Linked DNA regions of Rattus norvegicus: region 1 is linked to region 2. The links are chromatin contacts, called in public Hi-C maps. All regions are on one chromosome and are shown on one strand. The core of a region is the stretch at or near the end of the contact, and the rest is flanking DNA. Distances in the headings are between cores, read along the strand shown.

Region 1 (2,806 bases), core at 20-2,519, 57 kb after region 2:
TCCCAGCTTCCACCTTAGGTAACGGCCTTGCTCACCCAGCACACTCAGGGCTTGTGTCACCCACTGCCTCCAGCTCTGCCTTTTCTTGGATTTGTTGCCTGTGACTTTTCTGGTATTCTTGATGCTAAAGAGATGAAGTGAAGGAACTAGTAAAAGCTGACAGTGTGAGTTCCCGGCACACGTGGCACTGACAGCTGCTAGTGAGTAACTGCCATGCAGCTTGTGATTTCTGCAGCCGTGAGATGTAAATGCTGTTCTAGTGTTTCAGAAGGATGCTCTGTGTGAAGGAGATGGGGCTACTTAAGCCCAGAAGGAAGGGGGTTGGGGAGGGAAGGAGGCCAACCAAGAGAGAACATAATAATGCCATATTACTCTCCTCAGCTGTCTTCCAAATACCGTTAGCCTCTGTCTCGTACAGTTAACAGATCCATAAATAGAGCTCATGACTGTTTCCTGGCTCTTAACCCTTCTCTTCTACCTGGCTAATGGCTAACCCTACTTTAAGCTCTGTGACTTTGCAGATAGCAAGATAGTGGCTAACCCCACTCCCTGAGTTGTAAAACAGCTGAGCCCTTTACTGCTGATGGTGGGCTAATTGCATTCTTCCAAACCTGCACGTTAGGTGAATAGCAGCCCCCTCAGTGCCCGGAAGAAATGCTGCCTGTTATCTTCCTTGACTTCCCTACCTCTGGCCTTATATCCAAGTTTGCAATGAAAGGAGGGGAAAGAGTCAGTAGGTTTGGAAATCTGAGAAGGAGGCTGGAGTGAGGGCCCTTGGCCAGAAGCCAAACTCATTGGCTGCCTTCTTTATAACCATGGTGCTCCTTCTTGGGCTCTGAAGTGCATATGGTGAACTACAACAGCCAAGAAGGCAAGCTGAGGTCAGCTACCATACTGCAGCCACACCCTCTGTCCTCACCTTTTGAAAAGCATGCTGTTCTGGAATACAGCTTCTTCATACCCCACATCCTTACTCTATTGGTCTTTAGTTATAGATGAGGTGTTGCTATCCTGAAAATCAATGACTGATACCATTTGCAGGAAGTAAGAAGCATGTCCTGTTGAGCCTGTGTCTGTAGCCCTGGTGAAATGTGCAGTAGCTCCCTGCTCTTTTCCTGGGGACAGCAGCATGACTGTGCCCGCCCACTCCCTTGTGTCTTGAGAGAAATGGACTTACTTTTATATAAAGTAAATCCAGCAGGGTTTACGCCCTCAGGGCCTAGAAGTCACTTTAGCTTCCATATGAGTTATTGGTCTGGAATGACCTGTTTTCGTTATCGGATTATTATTTTCATCGTACACTCTGTGGTTGCTGGCACTCCTTGCTGGGCCTGAGCATAAGAAGTTAGGATAAAATAAGCATTGTTCCTGGGCAGCAGCTCTAGTGTCCAGTGTTCTTTTCTTCTCCTTCCCACTTGCCCCTTGCCTTGGGTTTTACCTTCTACTCCCATTATTAAAACTCCCCGAACAGTCCTCTCTGCAGGGCCAGGAGGTAAGACCTGAGGTGCTCGTCCCCTCAGAAGCAGAAAAGAGACAGTGGTGTTGGTGTTAGGAGGAGGCCGGGTGACATCTGAGAACAATGATCCCCTTAACCCAGTGTGGGAGTTTACCTCTTGTCCTTTGGGCCAAGATCAAATACAATGTTAAGTAGGATTTTTTCTTCATTTTTTCAGGATCTTTGGAAGCTCCCCAGGTTATTTTCGCAAGATCCAAACCCTTACCCACACAGTCTGGAGCCCTTGCTACAGTTATAGGACAGAGAAAATCAAAGTCGGTGAAGTCAGGGACAATTTAAGGTAATAGTAAGAATAAGAGCGTGGTTTTGTCCTTATCACTTTCTGACTTTGTGTGGCAGCAAGGGACTTAGTAGCTGCGAAGAAAAGCAATGCAGTACAGGGTCTTGGACATAGCTCAGTGGTACAACACATGCTTGGCACACACAAAGTCCTGTGTCAGATCCCTAGCACCAACAAAGAAAAAAGGCAGTCAAGTAGGGACTTTATAAAACACAGGGAAGGATGACTACTTCAAACCTGGGTCAAAGCTGAGCTATGCCTAGTTAGCTTCTGTACTGTACTGGCCTCCCAGAAGGTGGCGCTGTGGCAGTAAGAACTCTCTGCTGTTGAGAGAGGCTTTTGTTTTAAACATATGGAGTCTCTTGGAGCAAATCAAAAACATTAAAGCCACAGCCAGAGTTCACAGGTAAGTGTGGCAGGGTGTATAGGAAAGGAGATGCTGGAAGACCCAGTTGTCTCAAAGGAGACTGACTATCAGGACAGACGTAGAGCTTTGAGATACTGAGGTGGAAAGGGAACAAAAATATTTTGGAAAGGCTTCAGTGACATTGATAATTTGGTGATGTTGAGAGCACAATTGTTAAAAGGTTTTACTTGTTATAAGTTTTTAATCAGCACACAGCTGTTAATTGACAACAAAACAAGGTTTAGTCCATCCTCCTCCCCCCACCCTCTGCCCCGGGGTAGACCATGCAGTTAGGGAATTGCTGGACTTGGCCTGGTGAAACTGTCCTCGCTTCACTAATGTTGCTCTGAGTGTTATGCTCCAGCTATACCCTTCAGAACTTACCAGAAATGTCTCTGAAACCTCAAGACTGTAATTATTCCTTTCTTCCTCACTCAGTCCCACATGCTCGGCATTAATAGCACACCTCCATGAGCTCAATATTCTTCTTACCTCTGGGGGATATTTATAAACTTCTTTGAGAAGCATTATTCATTAAAATACCCCAGGAGAGCAAAGGAGAAAGGAAAGTTATTTATCCACCACAGGGTTCATTTACATTGGA
Region 2 (3,106 bases), core at 273-2,772:
CCCCACCCCCACCCTGTGCCAGTAATCCCAGCTGTTATCTCTTCTGTGCTACTTGCTGGAAGCTTGAGAAGGAAGATGAAAGACCTGGGGAGGGAGGAATTACCTAACTGTTGAAGTTGCTGTTTGTGTCAGAATTAGTATTTAAGGAGCTAATTTGGGAAACAGAAACCATGTCCCGGAAGTGACATAAGCACATTACATCATGCCCAGGAATGGTGTCTCTTATTCCCATGGTCATTGTGGTTGGGATCAGAAGAACCAACTCAAAAGAGTTGCAGACAAACAAGGCTGCAGCACTTTAAGGCTGGGCGCTCTCCACAAAGTCCTCCCCATAGGAAAAGTCTGTTGTCTGATCTACAATCTACAGAGTAACCACATTCCTGAAATAGAAGTCATAGAAAGGAAGCTGTTTATACGTAACAGCTTTGTTCACCTTGCAAGTGTTTGCAGTATTCTGTTTTCACACCAGGGCAGAGCCAGCAGTCCTGTGGAACACATTTGTGCTGCAGCCTCTGCTAGTCTATGTGAATGACAACAGGCACTCTCTTACTGTAAACAAATGTCGGAGTACACATTTGAGGGGGAGTTTGTAGCACTTCACATATTTGGTGGGGGTGGTTTTAATAAAAGTTCTGGATAGCTGAAGACATTTCTCTTGGTAGCACCTGTTGAAAATAAGAGGAAAAAAATGATAGGATATGTCAAAGTCCGAGCCGAGACCTAATTTCCTTTGACCTTCTCCCAGCCAGACTCAGGCCTGCAGTGACTTGGTGTATTGTGTTTGCCTCAGTGCCTCTGCAGCCAGAGTGCAGCCCTGTGTAGTTCCCTGTGCTTTCCATCTTGGTTTACTGGTCTACAGCTCTATCTGCTTCTATTTAAGCATAAAGCCTGCTGCCAGACTCCAGTGCAGTCTAAGGAGCCTCGGGAAGTCTTCCGTGGCTCCCAAGTAACCTCTGGTTGCTAGGACAGCTAGGGCCTCAACCTGAAGGTTCCAGTTCCTGTGGAGCCCTGGGAGCAGCCACCCAGGAGCAGTGCTGAGTGAATTCTGAGGTCTTAGTTTGGGCTGTGCTGTGGTCCCAGCCAGAGGCATTCTGCTCAGTCCTGAATCCTGATTTTCATTTTCACATGGTAAGTCCCTGTGAAGAGGGTATTTTTGGATATTGACTTAGTCTTTTGTTCCTCCTTTGTAGTGAGAAGGAACTAAGCTTAAGGAAGATGGGAGTCGTAGCTTAAAGATGTGAGTTTTATACTGCTTTTGACACCAAGAGACCCTTAGCTAGTTGCTTCGTCTTTTTATAGGGTAGCATGCTTGCATGTAAGCTGGTCTGTTTTGAGAGCTTTTGTGTTGCCTTTGATCTCCTTGGAAGTGGAGGCTAAGTAAATAGAAGGTACTCTCACTGGTTTCTGTGATGGCAACAACAGATTCCAGGCTGATAGTCTGCTAGTTCAGTGAGCTAGGCTGCCCAGCGAAGCTAAAATGTAGAGACAGACTCCCAGTGCTGGCTGTGCTTTTGTCAGCTTGTCGGAGAACTTGGAGACTTGGTAGCCACAGGAATGAATAACCAGTGACTCACGAGGACTCACAGATAGTGTTACTCCTCATTTCCCCGTTGCTATTGTTCTCCGTTTCATGGATCGCACAAGTTTTCACCAGACAACCTTATTCTTCCCTCGATGTTGGAAACGGCTCCAAGTGTAGCCTCAGGGCTGTCGTCTCCCATTGGGCCAGTGTGAGCTCAGTCCAGCGCCTCAAATCCCCTGGTTCCTTTGGTCTGTCTGGAGTCCCTGCTTAGGCTTTGTTGTGGGAGAGGAAGGCAAAGAGCCACAACTTGCCCAGACAGTCTGAGACCTGGCCATGCAGCTTGCAGTTCCCTAGACACTCTGGAGCTGGACTTGGCCCGCCACTCTTCTGTTGTTACTTTTCAGAGGTAATAAGTGAGATTAATTGCAGGCCATTCTCCAGAAGAGAGACTTGTTAGGGCCAAATGCAGTCACGTGTGTATAAGCCTGAGGCATGCCTCAAGCAAGGCCAGTGTGGGATTACCCAGCAGGACTCCAGGATGCAGGTACCACAAGTTTATGACCTTTTCCTCAGGCCTTATCTCTGCTCTCTAGATGTTAGTACCTGGCTGTTTTGGATTTTCTCCAGCTAGTGAGCTAGGTTGGGTTTCCCATCATCTGTTTTCTGGGCACAGAGGGAATCATTTGAGGCTGTGAGCAGGTGTGCTAGTCTCTTTCCTCTCTACTGCCAACCTTCCATGGCTGGACCACTTGTCATCAGGGAGACGTTCTAGGTGAGGAGCACTCGATGGGCTGAGGGTGCTTTTCTCGTTGAGTCCTTCCGCAAGACCTGAAAGGGTTACTATAAAGTCTTGGCTGCTACTTGGAGTGATTTGGGAAGGACGGGGCCTCAGACAGCTTGGCAGGAACCTGAGGTCCTGTTTTTTCCAGACCAGCCCTTCCTTGTGGGTCGAGCTGTCAGGGAATCCCACGAATGTCTGGCCTCTGCCCCTTTGTGTGTTTTTTCCAGTATTTGTCATTGAATTATTTTTATCCATCTCTGGCTTTTTCATACACACGCACACACGCACATATCCTGGGGATTTGTCTGTTCCTCGATGTTAAAGTTAGGAGAGTTGACAGAATACAAGCTGAGTTTATTCCTCCTTGTGATAGGACAAGCTATTGTGGGCATGGGGTGCCCTAGCTCCCGAGTAAGCGCTTTTATCTCCACACTTGGCTTTCTACCTGAGAATGGGGATCCTGGCAATAACAGTAACAGGCTTTGTTACTCCTCCCCTCTGTCCTCCTCTTCAGCAACCAGTCAAAGAGCCTGGTATCCTGCTGCATGTAACATTTAGAATAAGTTTTTCAAAGATTCTTATTCCAGCTTAGCTAACATTTTTCTCTGTTTGTTTAAATTACTTGTCCTAGGTAATGCTGGGGGTGTCAGGCCTCTGACTTAACATCTTTTTGTTCTCAGTCCCTGGACAGCAGCACTTGGTGTGTTCATCTCTTCATGGTATTTCCTGCCCATTTCCTATGTCAGGCATTGTGCTACATGCCGGGGTGGAGCATCCAGTAACACAGTAGCTGCTGATGTTCA

What was found. Hi-C and Micro-C count contacts between places; a contact is called where the count stands out from the background.
Region 1: a contact with region 2 is called in a Hi-C map of the A7r5 cell line, with 2.3 times the contacts expected there. The contact joins two enhancer-like sites. A contact is called at or near these places in 6 of 12 Hi-C or Micro-C datasets (the A7r5 cell line, the Rat2 cell line, Schwann cells and 2 more).

What each region holds. Positions count from the first base shown.
Region 1 is chr6:111,399,307-111,402,112 of GRCr8, forward strand. It overlaps Ttll5 (tubulin tyrosine ligase like 5), which reads left to right. Exons shown (of 34, transcript NM_001427290.1): 33 at 1,674-1,796. The coding sequence ends at 1,795. LOC134479235 (a long non-coding RNA gene) reads right to left here. Exons shown (of 2, transcript XR_010052292.1): 2 at 2,391-2,806. Among named protein-coding and RNA genes, the nearest start is that of Tgfb3, 56 kb to the right of the region's middle. Within about 2 kb of position 1,270, at least 11 of the 93 cell types and tissues checked have an H3K27ac peak or open chromatin away from gene starts, as enhancers often do. A contact at or near this core is called in the A7r5 cell line, where this site is marked.
Region 2 is chr6:111,341,644-111,344,749 of GRCr8, forward strand. All of the region lies in intron 29 of Ttll5 (tubulin tyrosine ligase like 5), which reads left to right. Among named protein-coding and RNA genes, the nearest start is that of Tgfb3, 110 kb to the right of the region's middle. Within about 2 kb of position 1,523, at least 17 of the 93 cell types and tissues checked have an H3K27ac peak or open chromatin away from gene starts, as enhancers often do. A contact at or near this core is called in the A7r5 cell line, where this site is marked.